5 separate regions of the Sus scrofa genome follow, and all the other regions are linked to region 2. A link is a contact called in public Hi-C, HiChIP or PLAC-seq and promoter capture Hi-C data. All regions are on one chromosome and are shown on one strand. Each heading gives the region's core, a stretch centred on a gene start, on an enhancer-like site or on the middle of the called end of the contact. The rest is flanking DNA. Distances are from core to core; before and after follow the strand shown.

What was found. Promoter capture Hi-C pulls out the DNA fragments that hold promoters and counts their contacts. Hi-C and Micro-C count contacts between places; a contact is called where the count stands out from the background. HiChIP or PLAC-seq counts read pairs in DNA pulled down with a chosen protein or histone mark.
Region 1: a contact with region 2 is called in a Hi-C map of retroperitoneal adipose tissue, with 2.7 times the contacts expected there. The contact joins the enhancer-like site here to the promoter of PLXNA2 in region 2. A contact is called at or near these places in 12 of 47 Hi-C or Micro-C datasets (alveolar macrophages, embryonic fibroblasts, fetal heart ventricle and 9 more) and 1 of 2 datasets of contacts at active chromatin or transcription factors (skeletal muscle).
Region 3: a promoter capture Hi-C map of fetal skeletal muscle shows a contact between it and region 2, with 5 times the contacts expected there. The contact joins the promoter of LOC102160111 here to the promoter of PLXNA2 in region 2. A contact is called at or near these places in 1 of 5 promoter capture datasets (fetal skeletal muscle) and 1 of 2 datasets of contacts at active chromatin or transcription factors (skeletal muscle).
Region 4: a contact with region 2 is called in an H3K27ac HiChIP or PLAC-seq map of skeletal muscle, with 4 times the contacts expected there. The contact joins the promoter of CD34 here to the promoter of PLXNA2 in region 2. A contact is called at or near these places in 1 of 47 Hi-C or Micro-C datasets (heart right ventricle) and 1 of 2 datasets of contacts at active chromatin or transcription factors (skeletal muscle).
Region 5: a contact with region 2 is called in an H3K27ac HiChIP or PLAC-seq map of alveolar macrophages. The contact joins the promoter of LOC102160414 here to the promoter of PLXNA2 in region 2. A contact is called at or near these places in 2 of 47 Hi-C or Micro-C datasets (embryonic fibroblasts and undifferentiated spermatogonia) and 1 of 2 datasets of contacts at active chromatin or transcription factors (alveolar macrophages).

The regions. Positions count from the first base shown.
Region 1 is chr9:134,930,296-134,936,076 of Sscrofa11.1, reverse strand. It overlaps CD34 (CD34 molecule), which reads right to left. Exons shown (of 8, transcript NM_214086.1): 5 at 1,200-1,350; 6 at 901-953; 7 at 390-554. Among named protein-coding and RNA genes, the nearest start is that of CD34, 20 kb to the right of the region's middle. Within about 2 kb of position 2,161, at least 21 of the 83 cell types and tissues checked have an H3K27ac peak or open chromatin away from gene starts, as enhancers often do. A contact at or near this core is called in alveolar macrophages, liver, omental adipose tissue and 3 more, where this site is marked.
Region 2 is chr9:134,581,998-134,587,683 of Sscrofa11.1, reverse strand. It overlaps PLXNA2 (plexin-A2), which reads right to left and starts at 2,924. Exons shown (of 35, transcript XM_021063894.1): 1 at 2,797-2,924.
Region 3 is chr9:134,856,673-134,862,887 of Sscrofa11.1, reverse strand. It overlaps LOC102160111, which reads left to right and starts at 3,471. Exons shown (of 4, transcript XM_013989671.2): 1 at 3,471-3,650; 2 at 4,395-4,503. The coding sequence starts at 3,486. LOC102160321 (a long non-coding RNA gene) reads right to left here and starts at 3,380. Exons shown (of 3, transcript XR_001304238.2): 1 at 2,919-3,380; 2 at 1,099-1,930; 3 at 1-274.
Region 4 is chr9:134,908,725-134,914,805 of Sscrofa11.1, reverse strand. CD34 (CD34 molecule) reads right to left here and starts at 1,678. Exons shown (of 8, transcript NM_214086.1): 1 at 1,339-1,678. The coding sequence starts at 1,381.
Region 5 is chr9:134,951,113-134,957,393 of Sscrofa11.1, reverse strand. LOC102160414 reads left to right here and starts at 2,165. Exons shown (of 2, transcript XM_021063896.1): 1 at 2,165-2,962; 2 at 3,937-4,231. The coding sequence starts at 2,382. The coding sequence ends at 4,210. LOC110255544 (a long non-coding RNA gene) reads right to left here and starts at 3,424. Exons shown (of 2, transcript XR_002336086.1): 1 at 3,247-3,424; 2 at 1-2,200.

The DNA.
Region 1 (5,781 bases), core at 912-3,411, 350 kb before region 2:
TCCAGACACTTCAGGGTAGATTTTCCTTCCATGTGTCCCTTTCTTATGAGTCAGTTGGTGCCCATGGGCTTTTCATGTGCTTGCCAATAAGTTGCTGATTTAGTGCCTGTTATAGTTTGTACCCAGCTAAACTATCCCAGGAAAAATAATAAATAGATGACATGGACCATTGGCTACCACTGGGAGCAGGGCCCCAGGTACTGCCCCCTCCCCAATCCACTCTATACTGTTTTGACTCACCTATGGATACAGTGATGTGTATGCATGCATATTCTTGGCTGAGAGCACACGGGTGTCTTTTCTGGTGCTTCTCCCCCTCTGTGACATCCAGAGACCTCCCCAAGAGACCCATCTTCCTCATTTTCTCTGCTCTGGACCCCAGAACTGACCAGCCTTTCTCCTGTAGGGCTCCAACTGCGACGGTTCATCAGCAAGTAGCCAGTGATGCCCAAGACAGCCAGCAGGATCCCCGAGGTGACCAGTGCAATCAAGGTCTTTCGGGAGTAGCTCTGGTGGCTCCTAACATCTTGTTTCGAGAAGTTTTGGATGCTCATCTTGAAGAGAAGACACAAAAAGAGAGAGCCTATCATCTGCTGAATGTGGGTTCTAGAAGAGGAGCCCAGCCCATGCTAGACCCCTCTGTGGGATCCAATAATGAATAAATCCAAGAAGACACAGACCTCAGCGATTTTCAAACAGGACTTAAGACTGACATCTCTTAATTAAGCTGCACTGTAAAATTGTGTTTCAAACATAGAAGGGCCAGGGCTGTTGGAGAAGGGTGAAGAGGGAGGAAGGGCAGGTCTGGAGAAGAGAATTACTCTCTCCGCTCCTCCAGTGAACTCCCCTAACCCAGGGGAGTTCAGTTTCCACTGAGGCCCCTCATCTCAGAGAACTTACCTCTCTCAGTTCAGACTGGTGCTTTTCCAGAAGCAGGAACTTGCTGCTAAGTTCTAGAATTAGAAACAGGAGTTGCTGAATCTAGAGGATGGAATAGCTCATCCCGCTCGACTCCCCTACGCTGTTCTAGAAGATGCTCTGGTGGCGAGTAGAGCTCACAGGATGGTCTCTCCCAAAGCCAGTACAGTCCTGCTTCCCAGTGCCTGTGCTCCTGGGGCTAAGACGCCCGATTTCTACCCAGCCTCCTCTAACCTCAGCCCCTCTCCCTCCCTAGATCCCCAAACAGAGGTGCCCCATACCTGTTCCGTTGGCCAAGACCAGCAGCAGGCAGTGAGGTTTCACCTCAGATTGGGCAAGGAGCAAGGAGCACACCCCTGGCCCGGCCTCAGCCTGCTCCTGCCCACACAGGATTTGCATCAACTTCTCTCCATTGTCCTTCTTAAACTTCTCCTGGGAAGGCAGAGAAAAAAGACAAGCTGGAGGTAACATTACGAGTTGACCCCGAACCGTGTCTGGGTCTCAGGCAATAGTTCTGACTAATGTCACACTATGACCCTCAAAACAAGAAGAATCTTTTTTTGTTTTTTCCTAAAATTCCTACTGGGGAAAAAAAAAATCCTGGAAACTGTATGTGTGCAAAAACACAATAATGAGAAAAACTCCAAAATCTTCCAGGACCAAAACACCTAAGACTAAGACGTGTCACTGCTAAGTGTCACGAGGTGGCAGATACCAGAGAACAAAGACGGGAAACACCATCTGATCTAAGGACTTCCCATGTGCACCTATGCCCTTCGAAATTAAATTCGAAAGAAGATATTGACAGTGCCACACTAACGAAGAGAAAGAAGATCCTTTGTTTCAAGTGCGCAATATCTCCAACACTGGACGGAAAGCCAAGGGAGGGAGGGTGGAGGGCAAAAGCTATGACACAGACTCCAGGGCCCCGGGTCCCTTCCTCCTGCCTCTCCCAGGGCCTCACACAGAGCACGTCTCCAGGCCAAGCGGGGTTCTCGTCTAATCTCCCACCTTCTGTCTCATTAGAATCACGAAGCCCGGGTTAACATGAGGGCCGTGGTTGAGCTCCAGGTTGCTGACCGGTCCCTAAGGACGCAGGCACTCAGGCTCCGGAGGCACACCGGTAACCCTCCCACAGAGAAAGCGTGAGTTGGGAGCCCTGGCCGGGTGCCCCTGGAGCACCCTGCACTCAGACCTCCCAGGGTTTATTCTGGCAGCCTCCAATGGGTGCGGCCTCCCCTGCACGGGAAAGGAACCGAAACCCAGACCGTCCCCTGTCCAGGATGGCAGATGGCGGAGGAGGAAATGCCTGAACAGCTCTGACCGCTTTCCTGTTGGGGGAAACTGCTGGGGGGCGGGGGGTGTGAGGGGGCATCAGAACCGAGCCTCCATGGAGGAGGAGGCTTCCTGTTTGCGGAGCAGGGCTGCCCCCTGGGGCAAAACCAGCACCCCCCCCCCCAGCTTGGAAAGTAGCCTGGGTATTTTCTAGTGCCATGGCCCCAGGCAGGAAGACCCAGGCTCCTCTGTGCCTGCGCGGGACAAGGTCAAGACTGGCCTCATGTCCCAGCCTTCTGCCAGCTGGAATCGGAGGCTTTGGTGGGGCCAAGAGGGCCGGGCGAGCTAACCTCCAGGTCACAGAGACAAGAGTCCAGAGGTAGCCTCAGAAGGTCCCCAGGGGCCAAGGTTACAGAGCGGTGCAGTCACAGCCTCGGGAAAGGTGAGGTTCTACAGGTGTCCAAGGAAGCCCTTGGAGAGAAGCACCCACGACGGCCTTGGCTGTGGGGAGTCTGGGCGGCGCACTGGATGGGAGCAGCAGGCTCCCTCTCCTTCGGGTCCACTGCCCTCGGGCGAGCTTTCTGTTGCCTCCCGGTAGGCACCATGCCCTCCCCAGCCCTGAGCCTTCCGGCTGAAGAGGAAGCAAAGCCCTGACCAGATGCCTCTGGTTGAAGCGAGTCTTGTCCCTGAGAGGGGCAGAGGAACCGGACTCTTGGACATTGAAACAAGCCGAGCAGAGTGGCTCCTGCTTAGCCTGCTGAGGCCTGGGAAGCTCTTCCTCAACCAGATTCAGCTGTTCCAACAGTCATCAGGAGCTGAATAGGAGACGTGGTGTGAAACCCTCTGGGGGGTGTCGCATGTGCGGTATGAGTGTGTGTTGGGGGGCGTAGCTATGAACACCGCGTGGGCAGAGCTGTCAGTGTGCACGCTCGGCATCGAAGCTAAATGCTGCTTCCTATGTCTCGGGCCCTTCTCTAAGTGTTTTACGCATAACGTTAACTTGTTTACGCCTTGTATGACCCTATTAAGAGACGGGTACTATTTTTTTCTTCTTTGGCTGCCCTGAGGCGTGTGGAGTTTCCAGGCCAGGGATCAGATCCAAGCCACAGTTGTGATCTAACTGCAGCTGTGGCAAAGCCAGATCCTTGAACTCACTGTGCCCAGCCGGGGATTGAACCTGCATCCTGGTGCTGCAGAGACACTGCTCATCCCCTGGCACCATGGCAGGATCTCTGAGATGGCTACTATTATTCTCCCCATTTGATAGATGAAGAAACTGAGGCGCAAAGAGACGAATGGGTGACAGAACTGGTTACATGATAAATGCCATCAGAAAGTTACGCCTCAGCGCTACAGACATTCCGAGGAGGGTGAGTGCACGTCCGGTTTGGGAGATCAGAAACATCTCCTCACATGCCTTGAAGAGTGAGCAGAGGGTGTGCAGGAGCAGCTGGTGGGAAGGGCCTTGGGACTGGCTACCACCACGAGGAAGCCCAGGCACGTGATAGCCTGTGACCTTCGCAACCCTGGCTGCCAGGGGGATGAAGAACCCTGCCTTCCCCCTTGGGCTCCCCACCCTTCAAGACTCCTCTCACCTCCATGAAGCCGCCCCGGCTTCCATCAGGCCTGGCATCAACCCTTGCTCCATTACGTACTAGATTCTTTGCAAGTCATGCAACTAGTCTGAGTGTCAGGCTCCTCTGCTGAAGACTCAGGTGTGGCAGTGACCTAAGAGCTGTCTTAAGACGCATGCCCGACAAGGGACTTGGAACCAAAGGGGCCCTGGCTAAATGGCAGCTATTCCTATTCCTGTTAATAATAGCAATGCCTCGGAGGCCCCGTCATGGCTCAGCAGTAATGAACCTGATGGGTATCCATGTTGCTGTGGCTGTGGTATAGACCAGCAGCTGCAGCTCCGATTCAACCCCTAGCCTGGGAACTTCCATATGCTGAGAGTGTGGCCCTAAAAAGACACAAAAATAAAATAAGTAATAGCAATGCCTCACAGGCTATTATCATCTAGAATCCACCTTCTGATGTTTAATCATATTCAGCCTTACCACCAATTGTCATTTCTCTCTGCCTGGACTCTTAGCTGGGAGGAGTGGGTGTACATTACATAATTTTGAAACCCAGATTGCACGAGGCATAGACCAGACAAACAAGATCTCAAGCGAGCTGTTGTTCATCTTAACAGCCCCAGCGGTTTGGCTTCCACGGAGCGTCCCTCCACCCCTTGTTTATTGGACTCAATTCAAGGGAGTAACCGCGGCCAGCCTCCTCCTCTGGAATCCAACCGCATCGGTGAATTGTGTTCAGGCCTACAGAGGAGCAGGTGGATCCTGAACAAAGCACAATGCTTCTCCGGATGCTTGAAATAAACATCCTCCCGAGAGAGACTGTGGGCAGACAGCATGAGCGAGGGGGCAGGAGGAGGCCTCAGCCTCACCACTGCGCTCCCAGGAATCAGCTCGGTGGACCCCGAACCACATCTGCTTGCACATGTTATTCTGTAAAAATAATGACCGTAATAACAAAACTGCCCAACGTTTCCGGAGTAGCCTTCTCAAACTTTGCAAACCGGGGGCAAGAGGGACAGTGAACTTTAAGATAGTTCCCAGTGTCGAGATTCTAGATCAGTTGCCTCTCTCCTCCTCTCTCTTCCTGCTCCCTCTCCGTAATTTTATCGACTTCCGTGGGCGTCTGACAATGCGGGCCAAACCCCTGCTCTCACGTAGAGACTAGAATAATTAAAGGACCTGTTGCAAGTCACACGCCAGTGGGCAGCTGATCAGAAGTTAGGCTGTCCCCAGGTCTCAGGCTCTTTCCAGAAGACACACGGTCCTCCATCTGTAGGTTATTTTTTCTGCGTGGAAACTGACCTTTAATGTTTGCGCAGAGGGCAAGGGAGGCATGGGCTGGGGGGATGACCTGGAGGCTGGAGGCAGCCTGCCCCAGATGAAGGAAATGTGATAGACCAAGGGTGACATGCGCTAGCTGCCGAAACGCAACCTCTGCGTCGAAAGAAAGGTCCTTCTCAAAAACAAACTGGAGGGCAAAGGACTCGCATAGCGATTATCCAAAGATCTGCTGCTAGTGGTTAGTAAGCCCATGAGAAGATGCTCAACATCATTAATCATTAGGAGATGCTCAGGCCCATCAAGATGACGGCTGTCAGACAAAGAAAAAAGGAAGAACACGAACAAGTGCTGGCGAGGAGGTGGCGAAATCCGACCATGTCCCCGTTGACGGCAAGAAAAAATGGTGTAGCTACTGTGGAAAAACAATATGGTGATTTCTCAGAATGCTGAAAATAGAGCTGCCGCGTGACCCAGCAATTCCATTTCTGGGTATACACCCAAAGGAGAGGAAAGGAGAGGGCTGAGGAGACATTCGAATGAATGGACATGTTCAGAAGGGCGCTGCTCACAAGAGCCAAAGGTGGACGAACCAAATGGGACGGGAACCCCCACTGAGATATCCAGCCTTAGGGAGGAAAGGCTGACACCGGCCACCGCGGGGATGCACCTTGAGGCCATCACGCGAACTGACAGAAGCCCGTCACGACAAGGCAGATGCTATATGATT
Region 2 (5,686 bases), core at 1,675-4,174:
AACCCTGAGTTATTTGTAGTTAACAGACTGTAGGAACACAATGCTCCAGGCATTAGACCAGAGTGGGGGCGGGGGCTCGGCTTGGAGCGCCTCGCCTCTCCCTGTGCCCTGATGGACAGAGTGTCCTGGGCCCCAGTCTGCGTGTGTGGGGGGAGACAGCTGTGTGGCCGGGCAGGGAGACAGCTGGGGGAGGGGGGGTTGTCGCTGCTGGAGAGAGAAACCGCTTCCCCCCACAACAAACCCCGTATCTCAGAGAGGCAGCCTTAGCAAAGGAGGCAGGAACAGAGACTATAAAACCCCCCAACAGTGACAACTCCAGCGCCATAAATAGTTCATGGTACCTGAACTGGCGAGTTTAGGCTGCTGCCAGCTGCTGCCATGTATATTTAACTGTGTCACTGGTTTCCCCTCCAGCTCGTGGGCTTCCTCGTAACGTGCCCATGAACTAGACATGAGCAGCATCGCCAGGAGTCCTGGGAAATGGGAAAGGGGCCTGGGAGAGAAGGAGCTGTTCTTCCAGGGATTGCTTTTTCAGCTGCATTTTAAGTGCAGACTCCACCACAACAGACGGGAACGTGTACGTCCAACCGCACCTGCAGCTCTGGATGGTCAGGAGGTTGGAGGGGCAATGTCCCCTGGAACTTCGGGGACAGGGGCTCACTCTGAAAGGGGAGAGCCACCAACCTTGTAGTGACAGGTTTCTTTGGGGTGATGCACATGGGACAGCACCGTTTACTCCTGAAAGGCCAACCAGCCCTCCCGCCCTGCTCCAGCCTATGAGGGATCCCAGTTCTTACATCCATTCCAACAGAAAGGCCAGATGGGATCCCCTTGCCTGACTCGAGGTCCTGGGCTGAGGGGACCTTTCCAAACTCCACCACGTCCCATCCTGCTGCTCCTCGGCTGCAGCATCTCCACTGCACAGGGCTCCAAATGTCACTTCCATTTAATTGCAAGCCACTTTGCTCCATCCTAATGCAATTTGCCTGGGACAGTGAGGGAGCTGAGAGGGCAGCCTGCCCCGCCCTCCCTTTATGAACAGGTCCCCAAGAGGGTCAGCTGGAGGGCTGAGGGAGCACTGGCAGGGAGGGCAGGTCCCGGAGGAGGGAGGAGGGAGCGCTGGGATGAAGGCGGAGATGCCAGGTGGAAGAAGGGAAAAGCAACACAACCTCGCTGCTAGGGTGTCTTGACAGCCTCTTCTGAGTCTCCCTGGCTCCCTACTTTCCTCCTGACCCACCTCACCCCCCAGGCCAAGGAGGGGAGGTCACAGGTATTGAGTTCAAAAGGTGCCGGCAGGTGGGGGGGGGGTCAGAGGAGAGGGCTGCCAGCCTTCGAGGTGAATGCACGAAAGTTGTGTATTTCCATCAGGAATAGCTGAATTCCTCAGCCCCAGCTGTCTCTTCCAGGCCCGTGGCTCTGTGGAAGGCCCCAGAATCCAAAGCCTGCCCAGAGGGAAGCGTGAAGTTTCAAGGTCTGGGAAAGAAGCCCAGGAGGACAGGAGCCTGCTCTTGTGTGGGGAGGGGAGGCGGGAGCTCAGCCTGGCTCCTGCTCCCAGGAGGTCCAGCCCAGCCCAGCTGCCCATCTCCATCTGCTGTGCCCGAACTTTGTCCACTGTGCTCAGCAAGGAAGGGCGTGAGTGGGTGCCCACATTCCTGCGGGTTCCTCTGAGCTGCTGGGCCCCCAAACCAGGGCCTTAAAGGGGTCCTGTCTTCTGCCCCTTGCACATCCGCTCCTGGGATATGCAGTGGCATACACTAGGCTCTTAGATCCCCACAGGAGACCCAGGCTGACTTCCATGACCACTTCATGAGGCCCTTGTTTCTAGACGCAACTGACATGGAACCTCAAGTCCCCCACCCCACCCCCATTCTCTACCCTTCTGAGCTGAGTTGAAGTGGGCAGCTCCTCTGGGGCAAGGGTCAGGCCGAACAGGTGGCTAGTTGTCAGGGACCTGGAACAGCATTTTCTCACAACTCTCTCTTTGGTCAGCCAGCCCATGACTACCATATGGATCCAGGGACCTGTGGGATGGCTAAAAAGGGCTAGAATTTTCTAAGATCTCCATATCACTTCTGGGGTGGGGCAAGAAGCCCAAGGAGGGAAAGAGTCTAAAATGATTAATAAGGAGCTTCTGGGACCCTGGCCGAGCTCCTCCTTGGGCCCCCAGCCATCTCTGGAACCTCAAACCAGGGGATGGTGCAGATGGGGGCTTCACCAGAAGGAAGCGCAGAGGGGGGTATGGGGCACTTGTCCCATTCGCTGCCCTGGAATCTCTCCCCGGAGCCTCTGGAAGCTGCGCAAAGGGGACCTTCCCCTTGATTCCCAAGTCCCTGGCTCTGAAGGAACAGTCGGCGGCCTCCGGGGACTCCTGGACCAGCGTGAACGCCCCCACACCGAGCGCCGGCCACAGTGGCCCGGGCTCTCCCGCTCGTGCAGGGTCACCGAGACCCGCATCCGGCTGCAGCTCGTGGGACAGCCCCCCGCCCCCGGGGCCCCCGAGGCCCCCGGGGCCGCAGGGTGCCGGCAGGTGCGCCGCCCGCCCGCAGCCCGGCGGGGAAGCGGGGCGCCCGCGGGGAAGCCCGGGCGGGAGGCGGCGGCGGCGGCGGCGGCGAGTCCGCCCGCCCAGGCGCGCGCGCCGCGCTCCGGCCCGCGGAAAGTGGCCGACCCCGCGCGGGGACTCGCCCGCCGCGGCGGAGCCGGGGGCTCGGGGCCGAGACCCGCGGAGGCGGGCGCGCTTCGGGGGAGCGGGCGGAGGGCGCCGCGGACGCCGATCGCCCGGCCCCGGGCTCCGCTTACCCAGCTCGGCGACGTCGGTCTGTCCTTCCGTCCCCGGTGCGGCCGCTTTGGCCGCCGGCTGCCGAGGCCGGCGTGCGGTCCCTCTCGCCGCCAGCAGCTCGTGATCACCGAGACGACCAAACCCACATGGAGTCCAAATTCATTAAAATCCACGTCAAGCCAGCAGCCACTTATCTGTATTCCTGAAGTGGCCCCTCGGTCTCCGGTCCGCGCGCCCCTCAGTCCTCTGCCGCCCCGCAGCAGCCCCACCGGGCGCTGTCGCCGGCTCGCGGGGGGAACCGGGAGGCGCCGAGGGGGCGTGGGGGGTGGCTGGCGCTGTGTCTCCTTGGGAAGCAGCAAAGCCCCGGCCGTCTTCAGATTTTTCCAGCGCGACTTTCCGGGCTCCTCTGACATCAGCAATCGCGGCGCTTCCTTCCCTTCTCGCTCCCGGTCCGCTCACAGTCCCACTTCCTCCGGGAACCTGGCTCTCCGGATCTATTTCGAGGTTTGCTTCGCTCGCTCCGGCGCCCGCGTTCCCCGCCGCTCCCGAGCTCGCGGGCTCTCTCTCCGGATCGCCTGGCCTCCCGGCTGAAAAATTCCCAGCAACTGCGCTCCGCCGCCCTCCAGCTCCAGTCTGGCGCGGACGCCGCTCCGCCCGGCAGCTCAGGCTCCGGCCGGCGGGCGGCGGCGGCCGGCGGGCAGCGGCGGCGGCGGCAGAGCCCACAGCGCCGGCCTCCCTATATTACCATGCAGCTCATTATCATAGAGGCCGCGCGCGTTAACCCCTTCCTTGCTGGCCGCGCCTGCCCGGGCTGGGGCCGCGCCCGCCGCTGGCACCGCCCGCCGCAGCCAGCCCCTGCCCCCACCCCGCCCGCCCGGACTTCCTCCTCCGCCAGCTGTCAACAAAGGAGAATGAGGCTGGGCATCGGGAGGCGGCCCCGCTGCTTTCCTGCGCCCGGCTCAGCCCGGATCCACCGGCCACCTTAAGTGGCCGAGGGGGCAACAAAAATCCTGCCCGGGGCCTGGGATCCGGGTGGAGGCCTGGCAAGCCCAGCTGGCTAGGGCTCCGGTGCCGGAGCTCAGGACGCAGACAGAGCGGGTGAGGGCAGTGGGGACGTGGGCTTCCCCTCCTGGAGCACCACCTGTGCCCGCGCACATCCTGCACACCTCCCTCTTGGTCTTTAATTTGAGGGGTGCGTTGGGAGGTACCGGCCATGGCTGATGAGGTTAAGAAGGGGTTCTCGGAATACGTGCAGGCAAATTGCTTCTGCTCGTGAATCTCAAAAAGCCAACAAGCTGTCAAATGAGGTTTGAAGTTGTTGTTACTCATTCTAATTTTTATAAGGCAAAAATGAGCCCTGCTCTCAAGCTTCCAGCTCTATTAGGGATCGGGGGCATCTGGCAAGTGTGTGTGTGGGGGGGGGGCGGCAGGGACCAGTGGGAAGTTTTCTGTATCCGGACCCAGGGAGCCTGCCTGGCAAGGGAATCAGGGCAAGGGAATCAGAGCGGTGGCGGTAAAACTTATTTTAATAACCCAAAGTGAGAGGGGTCTGAATGTCGGATGGCAATGCCTCAGTGCCGACCATTGCTCCCGTGCCATGTAGAGTCTCGGTATCTCCGCAGCCTCTGGGCCTGGCTTTGCGAAAGAGGCTTGCAAGCTAGACCCCAGCGAGCTCGCAGGATCTGCGTAGTCCCTGCTCGCGATGAGAGCACAGGCGAGTTGACTCAACACGTCCAAGTATTCCGGCAGGCTCTCTACTGCCCTCTCGTGGCCATAGTTCTCAACGGTGTAAACAGAAAACTATTCACTGGGAAACCCTAAAGGGAGGCTCACCTAATTCTCAGAGCAGCCAGGGTCTCAAAAAAAAAAAAGAATTGTAGACTCACGGGTTGTCCTGAGCAATCACCCATTCAGTACAGTATTGGAGGATATGTAGGATTTTACTTCATCCACAGACATTAGCTAATTCTTCAAAAGTTTTTTCTTCCTTGTTAATTAGCTGAATTTGTCTTTTTTGGACTTTCACTGGTTATTCCTGGATGTGTCCTGTGCAGCCGCAAAGCCATCTAAGCTATCTTTCCGGATCTCTACGTGCTCTTTTCTTCGAGCTTCTTTAGCATTTATTGTTGGTGCCCCTCCAGGCAATTATCATATCGCCTATATTTTTCTTTATCTCCTTTGATAAGTTCATTTTTTCTCCTCATCTGGGCAGTCTTGTCTACCTTCTTACCTTTGGTTAGCCCCAACAGAAACCACAGTTTATTCAGGAAATTGATTGGAAGAAGACGCGAGAAGATTTTGGAATATTTCTCCCACTTGTTGGATGCGTGGAGCATGGGTCTGGCCAGCTCCACCCAAAACAGTGGTAGGGTTTACCTAACTGAGAAAGCTTGACGCTGAAAATTTGGACCTTCAGATCCTCAATGAAGTGCTGCCTGACCCTGGAAGAGGTCACCTCTTGTCCCTGGGCCTCAATTTAATCACATCTTGGGAAGATTATATGATACAATTTAAATAATTTTCTCCTACAACCCTCCCCAAGTGTGGTCCAGAAATTAACCTTAGAATGAAGAGGAAGGAAGGATGAAATGAAGCACAGCCTCCACTCACCACATCCTCCACTGAGGCCCCCTCAAATCAATGGAGAAGAGGAAAGAGAGCGAGAACACAGGTGGGACAACATGTGACAGGCAGCAGGACCCAGTGGCGTGTTTGCACGTTGCTGCTGAACTTGGCCCGAGGTCTGAGCCCTATAAGATGATGGGAGTGCCTGCCTTCAGCAAAACAGCGGCAGAACACTGTCTGGTCTACTGGGAGGCACCCTGTTAAGTACCCTGAATGTCCCTGGGCCTCGGTTGGTCCGTCTGTAAAACGGGAATTTCTACCTTCAATCTTCAGACAGTTGAGGGA
Region 3 (6,215 bases), core at 2,222-4,721, 270 kb before region 2:
GGGGCCTTTTCCCTCTTCCCATCAACATCCCTCAGTGTCCTTGAGAAGCAGGATGGGTTTCTCTGCTGTGGAGTTTTCCCTCCACCACCAGGTGGACAAAATAATTTCCTCCTATGTTAAGAGGGAAGAAGCCAGGTGGTCCCCATAGCAACCCTGGACCCCCCAGAGCCCAGTTTCAGGACCTTTAGACATCTGCAAGTGCTTCGGCTTCCTCACTGGTGCTCAGGCATTCACTTTGCAGAGAAAATGGAAGGAATACTGGAGCAACAGGAGCCTAGGTGTCAGAGAAAGTTGAATGCTTGTCTTTCGTACAACATGAAAAATATTAATACGACTACTACCAGTCTTGCCTGACTTTATGAGAATTGTGCTAAGACGCAAAATGAATATGGCCACACTAGGGCTCTGGGAAGTGTGAAATGCCTCATGGAATCGAAAAAGGCACTAGGAACAAAAGGGACATAAAGATGAATGCCGGGAGGTCCCGTTGTGGCTCAGTGGGTTAAGAACTCAACTAGTATCCATGAGGATGTGGGGTTCGATCCCTGGCCTCACTCAGTGGCTTAAGGACCCAGGGTTGCCATAAGCTGTGGTGAAGGGCGAAGATTCGGCTTGGACCTGGTGTGGCTGTGGCTGTGGTGCAGGCAGTTGGAGCTCCAATCAACCCCGAGCCTGGGAACCATATGCTGCAGGTGTGGCCCTAAAAAGAAAAAAAAAAAAAAAAAGATGAATACCATCTGGGCGTCTTCCAGGCCAATAACAAGGGAAATAAAAGTGGCCACATGGAGTTAAAGGCTAAAACAGTGCGTGGAAGTGCCACACAGATAGCAGCCCGTGGTGCTGGCTTTCACCCCTTTGGAATGACGAAGGATGTGCGTATGTCCAGGGAGCCCCTACCACTCCTCCCCCAACCGCAGGCGCGCACTCCCCTCCCAACAGCTCCAGTCCAGTGGTCTTCTGTCTCCAGGGAACCCCCTTCTTTCCATTAAAGTGGAAAGAAGGGCAGGAATTTCCCCTTTGGCGGGGTATGAGTCTCCTACTGCTGCTGGGATAAATCACCTCAAATGGAGTGGCTTAAAAAGAACGCACGTGTCTTACCTTCCTGCTCCGAAGGCCGCAAGTCCACAGTTGGTCTCAGTGTGCTCAATTCAAGGTGTCGGCAAGACTGTGTTCCCCCTGGAGGCTCAAAGGAAGACTCTGTTTCCCGACTTTTTCTCCCTTTCCGAGGCCACCTGCATTCTGGGACCTGGGTCCCCTTCCTCCAATGTTCAAAGCCATCATTGTTCGGCTGGGTCTTTCTCCCACTGCATCCACTCCAGCCGCTGCTTCCATTGACACATGGACTCTGACGCGCCCACCTCCTACTGGTAAGGACCTTTCCGATTACACTGGGCCCACTGGACCATCCAGGATAATCTCTTTAAGATTCTTAACGTAATCACATCGGTAAAGTTTCTCTTCCAGGGACCTGAACCTCTCTGGGTAGGGGGCCCACCGGAAGGAAAAAATAAAAAACAACTAAGGCCTCAAACAACAACAAAATGTTTTGTGAAGGGAAAACAGAAAATGCCCTACTCTCTCTCTTCTTAAGAAGTCACTTAGCAACTTTCCCTCCAACTGTGACACAGGCTGAAAAGATAAACTCTTGGCTCCTCGGTGTATCCCCCGTTAAATGACAGATTCCTTCGCTCTAAGGGAAGACGAAGCAATGAAGAACAAGAAACGCGGATCCACGTGAAAGAGGAGGAGGAAGGCTTAGTAGGTTGGCAAGTTGTAATTCGGGCTTCACTGGGAATGGAGGCCACAGCCTTTGGAATTGTTCACGGCTCTTCAGCCGCTCTGCTCTGCAATCCTTTGGCGCCGTCGAGTTCTGAACATTCTTGAAGCATTAATGGAAACATTGGCTCCTTTTCTTTTTCACAAGAACTACCTGGAAAATAAAAAAAGAAAAGAAAAGGAAAATGGTGCTGCTTTGATTGAAGTGGCCACATGAAGCCCCTCGAAGCCCTCTGTCAAATCCTAGGCCCATAGTTTGAAATCTTCGTGAGGCCATTTCGCCGAGGGAAATGACAAGAATACCGTTAAGTTAGAAATTCCCACGCAGAGTGCAGTGACAGGGAAAACGCAGCGTTGGAAAATTACTCCCTTGGCTGCAGAAGCAAGGATCTAACAGTCTTCCAAGAACTGGCTCTCATTCTGACTTGGTTTCCCCACCTTTGCCATATAGCCTGGGTGCTTCCATGCCATAAATCTCACTTCAGTTACCAGAGGTAAAGGGCCAGTGGGCAACAGAGTGGGAAGTACCCAGGCCCAGAAACTGGGGGCCGAGATAGGCTGGCTCTGACCCATTCACTCATTCATCACCTGTCCACGGAATCCCCATGGTGAGCTCAGGGCTGGCCTAGAGGCTGGTGAGGCCTTTGGAAGTCTTCGGGGAGAAGGGGACGCTGGGATGGTTCTGCATGGGATTCTGCATGGGATTCCCAGAACGCCCTGTTGGAGAGCGCTCCCTGGGAGGGGCGCGGGGAAAGGCTGGAAAGCTTTCCAGAGGAAATGGTGTGTGAACTGAGGACTTGACAAGTCGCAGTGAGCCTGCTGCTGCTGCTGCCGCCGCGGCCGCAGAGGCAGGGGCTGCGGGAGGCTGGGCTCATGGCATTTAGCAAAGCCTAGAGATCAAGATGAGCCGGAGAAGAGGGTGGGGTGTGTGGAGCTAAGCAGGGGCAGACGATGCCTGCGGCCCTTGTAAGGAGCCCCGATTCTCCCAAGAGCTGGGGCGGAGGGTCCAAGTCGGGACTGGAGCGGTTGGATTTGCTCCTCGCCAGCAAACTCTGTGACCTTGGACCATGTACTTTTCCAGTTATCTCATCCGAGCCTGGCTGAGCTCTGAGGTCGTTTCCTGCTCTGACCGTGAAGCTTACAGTAAGAGCAGTCCGGTCCTCTGGTCCTGGGGCTCTTTGTAAACTGGTCGTTGCAGTGCCCCTTCCGCGCACCCGGGCCTCCAGGTCGGTGCGACTTCTGAACATAAGGCCTCAAGGCCACCCTGCTTGGCGAGGAGCCAGATAGATGGCCAAACAGTGGACCGGAGGAGGGGCTGCCGGGGCGGCCGGAAAGTGCGAGGCGGGCCGCTGAGGCCCGAAGAAATCGGCCCTGGGTTTAAGGCAGGGCGGCCGTCCGGCCTCCCAGCCGCCGGGGATTCTTCCCAAACTCGCGGCGCGACACCAGCTCCTGCCGCTTATCGCATCTCCAGGGTCTCGGAGCAAGACTGACCGGCCCGGAGGGCTGAAATCCGCCCACGGCTCCCTCCCAGGACCGAAGGACCTGCGCTCAGGACACGCGGCCCACAGGCACCCTGGCCATCCCGGCCGCCGGAAGCGCGAGGCGCGCGCCGGGTCGGGGGCAGCCGCTGCTCCGCGCAGGCGCGGGCGAGCCGGGCGCGGTGGCACGTTGTGCGGCCCGAGGCCTCCCTCTAGTGGAAGTTGGGCGCCATGGCAGGGCCTCGTCCATCCAGCCTGGGCCGCGCTGGCCGGAGCAGACCGCAAGCGGCCCGCTGGGAGCCCAGCCAAGAGCGGTGTTTTTCCAGGTCCGCGCAGGGCCACGGGAACCCGCGTGTTTGTTTGGTGGGAATGGATTCCTGGAAAACTAGACGGAAGGTACTCTGCAAACCGGCGTGGACCGTATTGTTTGGGAGTCAGCAGCCTGCAAAGGAAGGGTCAGGTGACAGCAGTGCTGGGAACCACCACCCCCTCCTCCCCTCCTCCTGGCCTTGAGGGCTCGCTGACCTTGAGTTAGGCGCTCCTGGCAAAACAGCGCTGCGGCTGCGGGCAGGAGGCGGCGGCGTAGGCGGTGGGGGTGTTGCAGTGTTTGGATCAAGACTTAGAATGAAGGAATTAAGAGCTACCCTGGCCAGCCTACAAATTCCACCTCCCGGGCCAGTAAACTGGGGGATACCCGCTACCCCTTTGCCAGCCCAACAAAGACATGGACTAGTAACAGTTCCAGAGAGGCGAGGTGGGGACCCACCCAGTCAGAACAATGTCTGAAGGGGGCCCAGCAGCGAAGGCTTAGCTGAGGAGGGTGAACGCCCCCAGGAGAAGGAGACTCCTGTGCCTTAGTCCACAGAGGGAGCCACACTGCATACACTTCTCTGCATACAGTTGCTCTCCTGGGCAGGCCCCGTCCTCCCCTAATTCCCGACTCTGAGTTGTTCAGAGTCTTCTGTGGCCCCACCCTCTGCTTGTCTGGAGCAGTCAGTTTGGGGTGGGTTTTCTCTCCTTGGAGATTTAAAGATGTATCCATCAAAGGCGACCCTGGCCTCTGCCCCTGTTCCGCTCCACCTGTATTTCTAGGGCTGCCTGCTGGCAAACGGCTTCTTTAGGGCTTCCCCTGTTTCTCAGGCTCTCCCAGCTGCTGGCTCCGCTCTGTTGATGGATACCATCCAGTGTCACCACAGGGGCTTCCAGTGCCTGGAATTTTGGTGGGAGGAGAGCAACTTCAGGAATGAAGGTATGGGGACACCCCTGGTGGCTCAGCAGGTTAAGGATCAGGCGTTTTCACTGCTGGGGCTGCTTGGCCTGGGAACTTCCACATATGGTGGGTGTGGCCAAAAAGGAAAAAACAAAGGGATGAAGGTACGAACTTAAGAAAGTTTTGCCCCTGTTGCCGAAGCCGTGCATTCCATCCGAGGGCATTTCTTTAGTCGCCGAACATTCGCCCCGGCCGTAGATAACGGTGTTGGACTATATCACCCCTTCATACCCACTTCTCCCAGGTCCTCCAAGCACCTGGTGATGGAGGTGCCCATGGAGATTTCCTGTGGAGGAAGATGCCAGGGGCAGAACAGGGGCCTGGAAGGCTCACAGGGTGACTCTGTATGGGGACACTGGTGATCTTCTTCAAGAAATGTCTAGACTGGGTGACCTCCCTGGAAATCTGGCCCAAAGCCCTCCAGACCCAGAGGGACAAATTGAGACCCAGAGAGGGGAAGGGACTGGCCCGTGTGACTCAGCAAGCTGGTGGCTGAGCTGCAGTGAAACCCCAGGGCTCGGGAGACCCAGTCCATTCATTTATTGCACACATTAGTTGAGGACCTACTATGTGCTGGGCACTGTGCTCGGTGTTGGGGATACAGCCTATGCCTGCATAGGTCTTACATTCTCTGGTGTGTGTGTGTGTGTGTGTGTGTGTGTGTGTGTGTGTGGACTGTGGGTAAACGAATTTATTCCCCCGTGCTGTATAGATAGGTAGAAGTGCCACGAGACTCTGTGCTGTTTCCCTTGTCTTTGAAGGAAATGGGCTTGAGGCTTGGGAGGAGACGCTCCGTCCCGCATTCCCTCGTTAAATACGTGCTAGTGACTGATGTCTGATTGCGTCCTGGCTGCTCTGGGGGACACGCACGCAAGAGCTTTTGCCTCCAAACCCTGCGCAGTCAGCTGGGCGGAGGAGACATGCCTCTTAGCCTCTTTGCAGTCACGTCTGTAATTTTTATGCCTATATTGTCTTCCTCTCCTACTCTCTTCCCAGAAGCAGGTTTATAGAAAACTCTGATTCGGAAGTGGTGCAAACCCCTCTCCCCAAAGGCATCTCAGACGCAGTCACTGTTACTGAGTTACTGATGGACATGAGCCAGTGGCCTTGGGGAGGCAGTGGGCAGGCCGGCCACAGTCTGTAATAAGGGAGAGACAGTGCAGCAGTGAATAATAGAACAAAAAACTGCCGGCGCCTGCAGGATCAAAGCGCGGGAGAAATAGTGTCTCTGGGTTAAGCAGATCAGCCGGAGGGGGCTGGGGCAGGCGGTGCACACCTTGGACTCCCTGGGAGGGAAGTCGGGGCTGCAGAGGAACCGTCAGCTGGAGAGGGGGTTTCTGTGCCTTCCGAGATGCTCTCCTGTGGCTCTCTTTCGTGCCTTCCCTGGATCGGGGACTCTTCCCTCTACCACCCCTTTCTTCTGTCCCACCCTCGAGAGTAACGAGATGGAGAGGGGGAGGCAGGAGAGCCTGGACGCTGAGCTTAGGCAAGGCCAAATTCCTTCCCAGCCCTCCGTCTTCCCTCCTGTCCAAGGAGGAGGTGGGAATCTGGTCTCGAACTTTCTGCCCACTTTCGTAAACTGTATGTCTCTGAAAAGAGGCGGTGAGAATCTGCTGCTTAGGCTGTCTGTCCAGTTGCTTTTAGACCAGGCGGGGCGATCGCCACAGCTGAACCTCCATTTCTTGGGGGGA
Region 4 (6,081 bases), core at 429-2,928, 330 kb before region 2:
GGCCTGGAAGCAGAATCTTGAGCAAAAAGGACAATCTTATGAAGTTTAGCACCATCTAAGTACGAGGAGCAGAGATGGAGAATGGAATCTCCAAATGAAAGCAATCAAGAATAATTTTTTTTTTTTTTGGTCTTTTTAGGGCCACCCTGTGGCATATGGAGGTTCCCAGGCTAAGGGTCAAATCAGCACTGTAGCTGCCGCCCTACACCACAGCCACAGTAACACAGGATCCTTAACCCACTGAGAAAGGCTGGAGATCAAACCTGGGTCCTCATGGGTACTAGTCTGGTTGGTTAAGCCTCGACGAGAACTCCAATAATAAATATTCCTTGAATGCCTACTTTCTTTCTTTTTCTTTGTTTTTAAACCAAAGTGAGAGCAAGAGCTTAAGAAATCAGGGCAGGTGGGGGAATGATGAGCTGAGGAGGGTCCACGGCTCTGCCGATCTGTCCCCTAGTTGGGAAGGGGCAGGGGAAGAAAACCCCCAACCCCTCAAGCATAGCAAATCTGAGTTCCTTCCAAGATGAGGGGTTATGGTGAGAGGGGTCAGGGCACAGAACAACTCCATCTACCAGAGCCTTCTCTCCCAGCGGAAGGGGTGTGGGTTTCCGAAGGGGGAGTTGAAACTTCGCTTTTCCATCTCAAATGCAAGAATATTTTCACAGGCTGTTCCTTGTTTGTTCCAAACTCCCCTGGTCACTTCACTCAGCCTGCCTCCTGGGCTTCCAATCTGGGGCCTCCTCCCAGGCTGACTTCGCTCCTCATCCTTGGCCTTGAATGTCCAGTTCTGGCTGCCCCCATCCTAGGGGTCGGTGGGCGCGAGAGCTCTCTGCCCAGCAACCTGCCCAGGCCGCAGCTCTCTGAATCGCCAAACCCTTCCTGCTTCTCTCCTCCCCTCTCTCTGGAATCTGGCTCCAACTCATTGCTCCGCACCTTTGGCAACGCGATAGGACCCTGGCGTCCTCGGAGCGCCTTATTTTAGAGCCAGCTCGGGGGAGTTGCACTCCCTGACTCTGGGAAGCCTGGGGCGCACTGCCCGGTGAACACCTGGGCTAATTCAGACTCACCATGTGGCCGACACCACCACCCCCTCCCCCCGCCCCCGGTCGCGTCCCCCCACCCCTTTCCAGTTTCAGGTGAAGCCCTGGTCCCGGCTGGGCTGGGTTCAACCGACCCGGTTTCCACCAAGCCAGGAGCAGCGGTGGGCGTGGGAGCGTGGGGGGAACAGGGGTCCCTTGGCTCCGCCGAGCTCAACTCCGCGCGCCCAGCCTCCGGGGGAGCGTCGACCCTCCCCGCAGCTGAGTCGGGCGGCCCAGACGCGCGACGGCCCATACTCACGCAGCAAACTCAGCAAGCAGAGCGTGGTCCAGCCCCGCGGCATCCCGCGCCCCGCGCGCGCGCCCCTGCGGATCAGCATCCTTCCCGCGCCGCTTCCGAAGAGATAGATGCCTGGAGCCCAAGATACCGCTCGGCCTGGCCTGGACGCACTGCTCCCGCCCCTCCGCCCGAAGGAACGTGGGGTGGGCGAAACTTGCTTTTTCCCCTCCCTCTTTAGTCCTGGCACGGCCAGCCCCTCTCCTTGGCTGCCACTAACGTGAGCTTCCTCGCTTGGTCCCAGAGGCGGAGGACTTCGGGAGGAAGCCTGGGATTGCCTCCTTCAAGGCCGAAAAGATTTTGCGAGGGCCCCAGACGTCTTCAACTTTATATAGAGGCCCCATCTTCTTCAAAATCCACTTCCACTTAACTTTAACCCCTTTGTGTCAGCCCTGCCGGTGGCCAGGGCAGGGCAAGTTTCCTCTCCTTTTTTTTCTTTCTTTCTTTCTTTCTTTCTTTCTTTCTTTCTTTCTTTCTTTCTTTCTTTCTTTCTTTCTTTCTTTCTTTCTTTCTTTCTTTCTTTCTTTTTCCCATTTCCTTTTTTTCCATTTCCTTGTTTTTCTTTATTTTTAAGTTTTAAGCTGAGAACAGTCTTGCAGAAGGAATCTGTGGTGAGGACCGGAGTTTACAAGTGTGAGCCTTGTACTCATCGGGTAAACCTCAAAGCTCCATCTGATGCATTTAGCGACAGTCTGCAGCAGAGTCCGATGCCTGAAACGTGCACAGGGCACCTACGTGAGTGTATTTAGTCACTTTACTTACCCAAACCATCCTTGCCCAGTTTTCTTTTCACTTTTTTTTTTCACTGCAAGATGTGTTTATTTTAATTTGGAGGGGTTTTTCCTGTGACTGCCCCTGTGTTCCCACATAGTTTAATCATAAATGTCACCATCGACATGACGACAAAGGTCTCCCCTAGCATCTGGGATGGCTTCTCTCCAGGCACCCCCTCTCCAGCCTGCAGGCTGAAACTCTAGGGGCTTCATCCTGCTCTCCTATCAGAAAAAAAAAAAAGACTGCCCCTGACTCCACCCTCTTCTACCTAATTAATCCTCGGAGCTGCAGATGGCTCAGGAGTTGTTCTGATGTGTTGGTAAACTGAATTGCAGAAACTTTGAGGGGGGCAGTCAGCCGAGTCACGGGTTGGGCTGGAGATGGGGAGACTGGAGGAGGGTGGGGCGGGGAGGAGCCGGAGGGTCTGGGAGCACCTGCGCTGAGCTCGAGTGGAGTCATGGGATTACCCAGACCCAGACCAGTCTCTTCAGTGGCGTCTGCACTACAGAGCCCAGAGGGAGAGAGAGCAAAGCCGCACACTCTGCTCCCTTCTGCTTTCCCCTTGCAGAACCCCTGTCATTATGAAAGCAGAAGGGTGTCCTGGTCTAAAAGCAACCCCCCAGACCCCCATTCTGATCTTGTTGTCTAACTTTCCTTTCCAGAGAAAACAAAGCCTTTCATCACATAATGAAACCGAAGGCTTCTGATGAAGATTTGGTAGAACTCAGTGGTTTGGTGAATCTTTTTTGAAGTGCAAATGGTGATTCAAATCTGACCACGCTGTCATCTCAGGGGCCTGTAGGTGGGGACGGAAGGGGCTGCAAAATATATTTTATAAATTTTTTTTTTTTGGCTGTGCCCATGGCACACGTTCCAGGGTCAGAGATCAAATCCATGCCATAGCAGTGACCAGAGCCATGGCGGTGACAACTCTGGGTCTTTAACCCACTGCACCACCAGGGAACTCCCAAAACACATTTTTAAAATCAGACATTTGCCCTTGGAACTCCCAATTAACATAGAAAAGCTTTCCCTCCCCACCCCAACTTGCTCAGCTCCAGGAACTGGGTCTGTTTTACACCCAATGTGAACAAAATATGTGGCTGCAACCCTTGCTATATATGAAACCCAATCTGGCCCCATGGCTCTTCCTTCTCAGTAAATTCTTCTGGTGACTTCAATGCCCTTTGTCTGCCCAGCTGGAGCACAGGACACAGGAAAGGCCTTGTCTCTAGTACCTTTCTTTCTTTCTTTCTTTCTTTCTTTCTTTCTTTCTTTCTTTCTTTCTTTCTTTTCTTTCTTTCTTTCTTTCTTTTCTTTCTTTCATGATTTTTTTTTTTCCACTATGGCTGGTTTACAGTATTCTGTCAATTTTCTACTGTACAGCAAGGCGACCCAGTCACACATACACATGTACATTCCGTTTTTTCACATTATCATGCTCCATCATAAGTGGCTAGATATAGTTCCCAGTGCTATACAAGTACCTGAATTTCTTAACTCGCTTTGGGGGCAGAGGAGACAGGGAATGATCTTCGGGAGACACCTTCTCAAAGCATGTCTACACGGAGTCGAGGGTAGGGCCTGGGAACCTGCGCTTTTAGTGGGCACTGCCTTTTACACACACGGACATTTATGAAGCCCTGGTAGAGAAAGAAGACACGCTGGGCACAAAGTGGCTGGCAGACGTCAGAGACAGAGGCCTGGGAGATTGGAGGCTGACAAACTCCTTCCCGTGAGAATCTAGAGCTGTTCTTCTCTAGCCTGTAAGACTAGGGATGACAAGGCATTCCCGCTGTGGTGCAGTGGGTTAGTGGTCCAGCTTGTCTCTGTGGAGGTGCCAGTCCATTCCCCAGCCTGGGAACTTCCGTTTGCCATGGGTATGGCCTGGGACGGTGGAGGGGAGAGACTACAGATGACACCAGAACCATGACACTAGGTGATACCTGGCCACTCCTCCTGTGTTCCAGGGCCATCAGGACTCATGGCTTCAAGCACACACAGCCTCGCCCCAACCCCGCACAAGTGCACGTTCTGGCTGCTGGACATGGGTCCACCTGGGGCCCCAGACTCGTGTTCCCTCACGGGCCAGACAGAGTGGAGCCGGCAAGCTGCTTCCAGGCTCCGGCCTTCCTTGGCTGCTCCTTGGCGTCTCTGCTTCCTACTTCCTCACATAAGCTGTAGCTGGAAGAGGCTGTTAACTACACCACACATCATGGAAGGTACAACAGAAACCTATAGAGTGAGGGGCTCTGCCAGGCCCTTCACAGACGTCTAGGTCATGGCCACCCCTTACCAGGAACACCCTCCACCCCAGCCCCAAACACATGCACACAGATCATATCAACCCACTTAAAACAGGTCCTAATCCCATGTTATATATAACTTCTTGGATCTAAAAAAAGAGAAAACTATTTAAAAAATTTTTGAGTTTGAAGATATATGTATAGAATACAACATATATGATATAGCTTACATATATAAGATATAGGGGCCATAACTTCATTCTAATCTTGTAATCAAACTTGATTGCATCTCTGTACACCTGCTAAAGAAGTGAAGTGCAGTTTGCAGGGTTTACCTCTTGCAGGCCTTTAACAAAATGTTTGTTCACTTTGATTTTCCTTTTTCATATTTTGGAACCAAGACATTTCCTACCACATTGCTAACTTGTTTTAAGTCTTTGAACGCTTTCAGAGTTGGGTGGGGAGGGGTCCTTGGTCCTGAAGGTGTCCAGATATTAGAGGGAGGCGGTGAGAACCTGCAGTCGGAAGTGAGCCCCTTCTTTCCTCCTCCCACCTGTCAGTCTCTCCAGTGCTTCCTCTTGGCAGACGCCAACCACCTGCTCGCAGGGGGGTCTGGGAGACACGGCGTAGATGCCCAGCCCCAGTGTCCTGTGGGAAATTGGCCCCCTGCAGTGGAAGCCTTCGAAGGTGGTCCAGGCAGGCTACAGAGGCCACAGATCAAGAAGACAGACCAGATCGTGATGATCAAATCACAAAGTTTACTGCATCGATTCAAAACCTATAGCCAGAACCAAGAGCGGAGAGTTGGAGTAGGTTAGCCCATTTAGGATATGGTGCAAGCAGAGTGAAAGGACCACACTCTCTGAATCCTGTGTTTCGCTCCGATAGTGTAGTTACAAGGACCAGCATTGAGGTTAGGGGTCAGCAGGTGGAAGACGCTGGGACCCAGCGTGTACTTGCTCTGTTGGGAGATGCAAGGGAAAGCAGGCCCGGCAGCAGGTTTATTCACACAGCTCATCAGTGTTCTTCTGGGCAGCCATCTCTTCTGTCAGCCCTCCTGGGGCAGGGCGCACGGGGACCAGAATGGTGTCACCAATAGGTAGACCACTTAGGGATGATCTGGCTCTCAGTCCCGAGGAGGCATGCTCAATGCTTTGTGTCTTATGACTTGATCATTCTATTCCTTTCCCTCTGTAAATAACACTCTTATTTGTTCCCTTTTTATAATACATTCCATTTGTGCATTTTTGCAGACTTGCTCCTGTTTTTAGTGCATGTGACTTCTGCCCTCTGTCTAACAAACTACTTGCCTACTTATCATCTATAGTTAATACGTTTGATGAATTTCACCCATCCTGCTTGCTTTCTTGTTCTGTGCAGCAGATCTGAATGTTCTCATATAACAAAGCAAACACACCTCATACTGTAGAAACGAGTATAGAAGTGTGGGTTTGGGACTGACATGCAGGGCGAAAGACTGGCACGAATCCACTTTCATGTATTTTTCGTTCAGAGAAACACTCTCCTGGCTCTGTTTACTGTGTGGCCTCTCCTTTCCCTACTGATCTGAACTGCCATTTCTGTTATGTGCCAACACTCGGCTTGTAAGTGGACCTGTTTCTGGGCTCCCTCTCCATTGGTCACTGCATATATCTCAGGACCTCGACCACTGCCTCATGTACTGCAG
Region 5 (6,281 bases), core at 916-3,415, 370 kb before region 2:
AAACTGGTCCGGCAGTCTGGGCGCGCCCTGGGCTGATCCACAAGCACGAGGTACAGAAGCTGACCCCCTTCCAGGCCGATGCCCCAGGCCCTGGGATCCCTGTCCCCGCACCGTCTCGGCAACCACGCGCCTCCCAGACCTCACAACACAGTCTCCTCCAGATCTCCTCCCAGCGCCCACGTCCACGGCAAACTTTACCTGCCTGACTGTAACGTTTCCATCCAGATACCCTGCCATTGTCTTGATGGCAACCCGTCTAAAAAAGCAAAGCAAGCATGACTCCCCGAACAAGTCTGAACCCTGACTTTTCTGTTTCTGTCAGTCATTAAGGCTCAAGATGTCAGCACCTTCTCTCCCCCATGTCCTGTCTCCAAGCCAAAGGGGCTCTCTGACTACCTCCTCCTCCTCCGAATTCCCACAGGCCCCACCTTAATCCATCACCTCCGGGCGGGAATGTGGCCCATCTCCTGCCCGGGGCCCCAGATTCTAGGCTGGTCACAATGCCAGCTGCTCTTTCCCCACATGCCCGTCCTCCTCCCATCTCCCACAGTCTCTTCAAGGTCAAGGCCCAGCTTACTTACCTGCGTCTTCCCAGCTCCCAGAACCTTACCTAACATGGCAGACACCCCTAAAAAAGTGCGCAATGAATGAATCCTAGCTCGCGGCAGGAGCCATGACCACCCCAGACACCTGAGCCTCCTCTTCCCACCACCACGGGCCCAGACGCCAGGCTCTGCAGGTTTTCCATTGTCTCCCCCACCCCTTCCACCCCCAGGAACGAGCCCCATCGAGCTGATCAATGCCTGACCCTCCTCGTGTGCCCGTGGCTTCCCGCATCCACATCTCTGCCCACGCTCGGCTCGCCCTGCCCTGCGATGACGTCCGCACCCTTCCGCCTCCACGAAGTCCAACTCCTACGCAACTGCCAATTACCGAGCTCTGGGGGAAAGAGGGGATGCAGGAAGGCGGACGATGACAAAAAACGGGGAAGGGGGGCCCTGAGAGAGACACACTGGGGTCTCTGATCCCTGGAGCCACTACCCTCCCAATAGGTTGCAGGCGATTAGAGAAGGAAGAGGCGGGAGGAGGAGCCAGATTTTTCCACTGAACGAAAGGCATGATTTTCATCACTGCTTCTGTTGCCCTGGTAACCAGGGACAGCCCAGTGGAGAGTACAGTAAAAGAACACCATGTTTATCTTTGCTGTCTGATCCACTTCCCCGCACACCCTTCCCTGGCCACCCTCTAGCCCCTAGGCCGGCTCCCAGCTTCTTAGAATGCCACCACCAGCCCATCCTTCCAGGCGCTCTTGCTCAAAACCTCACAGGCAGAGCTCATCTCTCGCTCTTTATGCAACCCCAGGTACCACGTACTCTTCCCCCTGCAACGTTCCGGGGGTCATCTCACCACACCCATCTGCGTGCCAGGGGCGCCCCAAGAACAAAAAGCTGACCTCTCGGGCACCAGAAGGGCATCCGCTCCACAAGAGGATCCACCGGGCAAGGGGGGACATACGGGGTCAAGGAGAGGACGGCTGCCCAGCCAGCCCTTCTTTCTCAGGCGCAGACAGCTGGTGTGCCATGGGCCCCTGCTCGCCCATCTCCCCCTCCATGGCCGGGACCGGGAGCAGAGGGCGCAGGCCCACCCCCGGGCTCCCACAGATCCTGACTCCCACACGGACACAGTGTCTGTGTGACCTGACAACGGAGACACAGCGCTCGCCCTGGGAGATTATATAAGCGTTATATAACATGGTGGCACCAACAGGCACATAGACGCAGTTGCTGAGTGCCAGGGACAGGCCGGGAGTGGAACCAGACCCAAGGGGCTGGAGGTGCAGCCCTCTCACCACCCATGCCAAAGCAACACCCGGCCCTGGCTACCCCAGCCCTGTCTCTACCTGCTCCTTCCACCCCAGAGGACGCAGAGGGAGACTTGCCTGGCTCTGCCTTCTTCCTCCCACGCTGGGCAGCAGGGAGGGGCCGCAGCACCATCACCAGCCCGGCCCAGGGCAGCCTCTGTCCAGCTGCCCTCCCCACAGGGGAGCGGCCAGGGGGCTACCGGCAGGGGAGGGGTGTGGGCCAGCAGCCCCCTCCTCTCTGTCCTTGCACCAGAATGTGTTTGTTTGGGGAACCAGTGCTGCAGCGGCTCCAGGATTGGCTGGGCCAGCCTTCCCTCCGCTCTGTCATTTGCCGTTCTTCTAAAAAACAAAACAAACCGAAAGGGAAAGAAAAAAAAAAAATTAAGCACATTTGGCAAATGCCGAAACCCCAATTTTGGCCTATGGCTGCAAACAAAGCTGGAAGGAGGGGGTCCTACGGACATTATCCAATTTCCCCACAGCCCCCACCTCCCACCACATCCTGGCCGACCCGTGATCTATGAACTTGATCTGTAGGCCTGGAGACTCCTCTTCACGTCCGTCCGGACACCCCCCCCCCGCCCCGCCCCTCACGTCCTTCTCCCAGCCCCTAGCTCTGAGCTGCCTCTGCTGCTGGAGCTTCTACGGCTGGAGGGCACAGCCGCCCCCAGCCTCTGCAGAGCGCTCAACGCCTGGGGCTCCTGGAGCGCGGGAGCCAGGGGCCAGGCGGCCAGCCTGGGGCAGTTCAGGGCAGTTCTGGGGCAGGTCTTCATCAAACTCCTCCACCCGCATCACCACACCCACTTTATTAATTGGGGGGGGGGTACTGAACACAGGCAGTGCCCAGGGGCATCTCTGGCTGCGCCTGCCTCTCCCGAGCTATGCCCGGGGCCTTCCCGCCTCCTCCACGCGCACCTCCGCGCCCCCTGAAGAAGGGGGGAGAAAGAAATACGCATTAATATCACGAGCCTTCGCGCACCATCGCGCGCCCCCTCAACCACCTGTCTCTGCGCTCTCCCTCCCCCACTGCCTTCCTCAACTCCGGGCGCCCCCTCTGCAGCAGCGGGGCACCACGCCCACTGCGGAGCCGAGAAACGGAAGGTGAGCAGCGGCCAGGGGCTCCGGGCCGGGCCCCGGGGACTGCTCATCCGCCTCCCCCGCCCTGCGGGCCCCGGCCCCAGAGCCCGAGGACCGGCCGGGGCCGCTCGCGGCCGCCATCCGCTCCCACCCACGCGGCCAGGGCATCCGCAGGGGAGGCCGCGCCGCAGCAGGGGTGGGGCGCGACCCGAGCGCGGCGGGGCCCAGGGCGCAGTCCCCAGGGGGCCCACCCCTGCCCCGGGGCTCTCGGCGACCGCCCGCAGGCCCGGCCGGGGCCCCGCGCTTACCTCGCGTGTCCGCCTCCCTCCCGGGGGCCCGCACAACCGCCTCGCCGCCCCCGCGAGCGCCCAGCGGAGAGCGCGAGATGCGCAGCGGCGGCGGCCTCGGCTCCGCAGCGGCGGCTTCCCGGTGTGTGAGCTCAGCCCGCCCGCGCGCCCGCGCTTCCCACGCTCGGCGCCCGGCGTCGCGCCACCCAGCGGCCGCGGGGCGCATCGCACGCCGGCGTCCGGGAAGCTCTGCCGCAGCCCTAGCGACGGGCTTGGAAATTCCCAGAATCTGACCGCGGGTCCGCGGTGGGGCTGGGGACCTCGGCCAGCCTTGGAGCCTTGGAGCGGAAAGGCTCCCACCCACCCCATCCCTGAAGGAGATTCCAGAGTCTTTGCCTGAGTCCCTGAGGTCCCGCTCCGTTTCTCTGGCCGTTTGCCCGCTTTTGTCTCTCGGGGCGGTGGAAGCTGGGGTGAAGGTGGTGATTCTCCTGTAAAGTGGTGGCGGGGGATCGGCGTGGCCCAAGGGAAGGAAGCGCGGGTTAGGCTAGCAGGTCAAGGCCTCCTTGGGCCTGTCTAGAGGTCCGAGGTGTGCAAAAACAAAACAAAAAAAGAAAAGAAAAGAAAAAATAAAAACACAGAGGCCTTAACCCACCTGGAAATTCTAATTCGGGAGCCTGGGAGTGCTGGTTCTTAACCTCTCCTCTGCTCCAGACCCTTTAGAGAACTGGAAAAGAGCTGTGAGCCCTCGCTCCAGAAAAGTGCACGTGCACCCATAAACATAGCTTCGCGTGGTCAGAGAATTCTCCTGCTTCTCAAAGCTCCGGGGACCCAGCTGAAGGACACCGTCTCTGCCAGTACCCTAAGCCAGTCCAGCCTGGTGATCGCCTGTGTGGCTGCCTGTTTGCTCATGAGGCTTCTTCCTTCAGGCACACCCCTTCTCCCCCAGTCCCACCTTTCTGCCTGTGGAATATCTGCTTCTCCTTGAAAGCCGGCTCGAATACCGCCTCCTCCCTGATTTCCCCTTCAGGGGTGTCATCCATGGCCGTCGTGGGTTTCTGGGAGCATGTTCTTTGTGCCATTTATGTCTGTTAATACTGTATATATGTGGACCTGTGCTTATTTTTGTGGTTGTTGTCTTATTGCTCCTTCTAGATTATAAACTCTTTTAAGATCAGTTTCCTCCTCTACAACTACCAAGGTGCCTTACAAGATATGCCCTTGGCAGGTAGCTCTTAAATAATCAAAGGGGAGTTCCCTCTCTGGTGCAATGGGTTAAGGAGCCAGTGTTGTCTCTGCAGGAGCATGGGTTCGATCCCCAGACCAGGAACGTCCATAGGCCACAGGTGCTGCCAAACACAAATCCAAGAGAAGCGGGGTTGAGGCCCCGGATGACAGATGCCTTTGCTCCAGAAGAACCTGATGCCGCTGGTCCCAGATGCTTCGCCATCAACGTGCATTCCCCACAAGCACACCTTGGCACCTGGCAAGCAGAATTCTCAAATTAGTAGGATCATTTGATCTTCTCCTCTGGGCAAGACAGACATAAGGTAAAGATCCCTAGATCAAGTTGGGGTACACGTTCATGCAGGATGCCCCTGACAGATAGTAGATATTCCACCCCAGATGTCCCCTCGTCTAAAAAGGGACACTGCCACCCACCAGTTGCACTTGCCAGAAGCAAACTGGTGTCATCCTTGTCTCCTTCCCTCCATGGGCTCCCTCCGTATGCATTCCCCATCAGTCACCACATCCTGGATCGATTTCAGAGACTGCCCTTCTCTCCATCCCCGCGGCCCCCTCCCAAGCTCAGACCGGCATTATTTCTTGCTTGAATTTCTGCATCTCTCTCCATCCTAGCTGGCCTACCTGCCTCCAGCCTCACCAGGCTCAGATCCAGTCTCCACAACCCAGCCAGAAGGATCTTCCAAAAATACCAACCACTTCCTTGCTGAAAACGCTTTGGCAGCTCTGCCTTTAGGAAGGATGAAGGCCCAATGCCCTTACCTGGCTCTTTGGGCCTCCAAGCTCTGGCCCTTAGCTGAACCCTCCGCCCCCGCGCGCTCCTCCTCTTTTGCCCCTTCCTGCTCACCCTTCGTGCTTCACTCGTACCAGACACCTTGGGGTGAGAACCCCGTTCCCTCACTGCGAGGCTGCGTCCTACTCGTGCTTCCATCTTCCCTCCTGTCACCGTGTCCTACCCCGGCTGTCACATTCAGCACACAGATTTTTCCTCCCCTGGGACCGCCCGCCATGCTAGGAACACTGCATTCGTGTCCTCAGTGCCAGGCACAGTACCTGGTGCCAGGTAGGCACACAAATGTTTGTCTCTTCCTAGATGAATGAGTGCCTTGAACACAACACAAGGCGCACATGAGGGACTCGGGGGCAGATGTGTGATCTCACAGTCAGATGTGGTGGGGCCAGGCCCGCTGCTTCTGAGTGACAGCACGGCTCATTGTTGTCAAGGGAATTTAATCTTTCAGAGTCTTTGATTTCCTCAACGGAAAAAATAGGGGTAATGATACTCTGAGCTGCTCTGAAGCTTGCCAGCGATCTCCGTGGAAGCACTTTGTCATTTCGCAGTTCTCTCTCTCTCTAGCTAATAGTAGTATTGTGTTACTTCACTCAATCCTCACAGTAACGTTTGGAGGGAGGCGGCTGACGTTTCCTGTTTTGCATATGAGGAAACCGAGGGGAAAATGCAAAGCGATTTGCCTAAGGTCACCCAGCTCCAGCTCGTTACCAGGGAACAGAAGCTGCCGCGGCTTCTGAGCCCGGGCTTCCTGTGACCACTGCCCCCCTCCTCTCCATCCGCAAAGTGGGGACACACAGCTTGACATCCGGAAGATCAGGCAGCTGACCGATGTCACTACTCACCATTTCTGGAGGGTTTTTCAGCGGGCGACGATGGAGGGATGAGATGGGTTAGGGTGGACGACAGGTATCTGGGCAGGAGAATTGGGTTCAGGAGCAGTTGACCTTGGAGCTGGCCCCATACGCCCCATCTCTGCCCCTCGCCCAGCCTGGAGGGGTGGCCTCAATCAACAGCTCCCTTT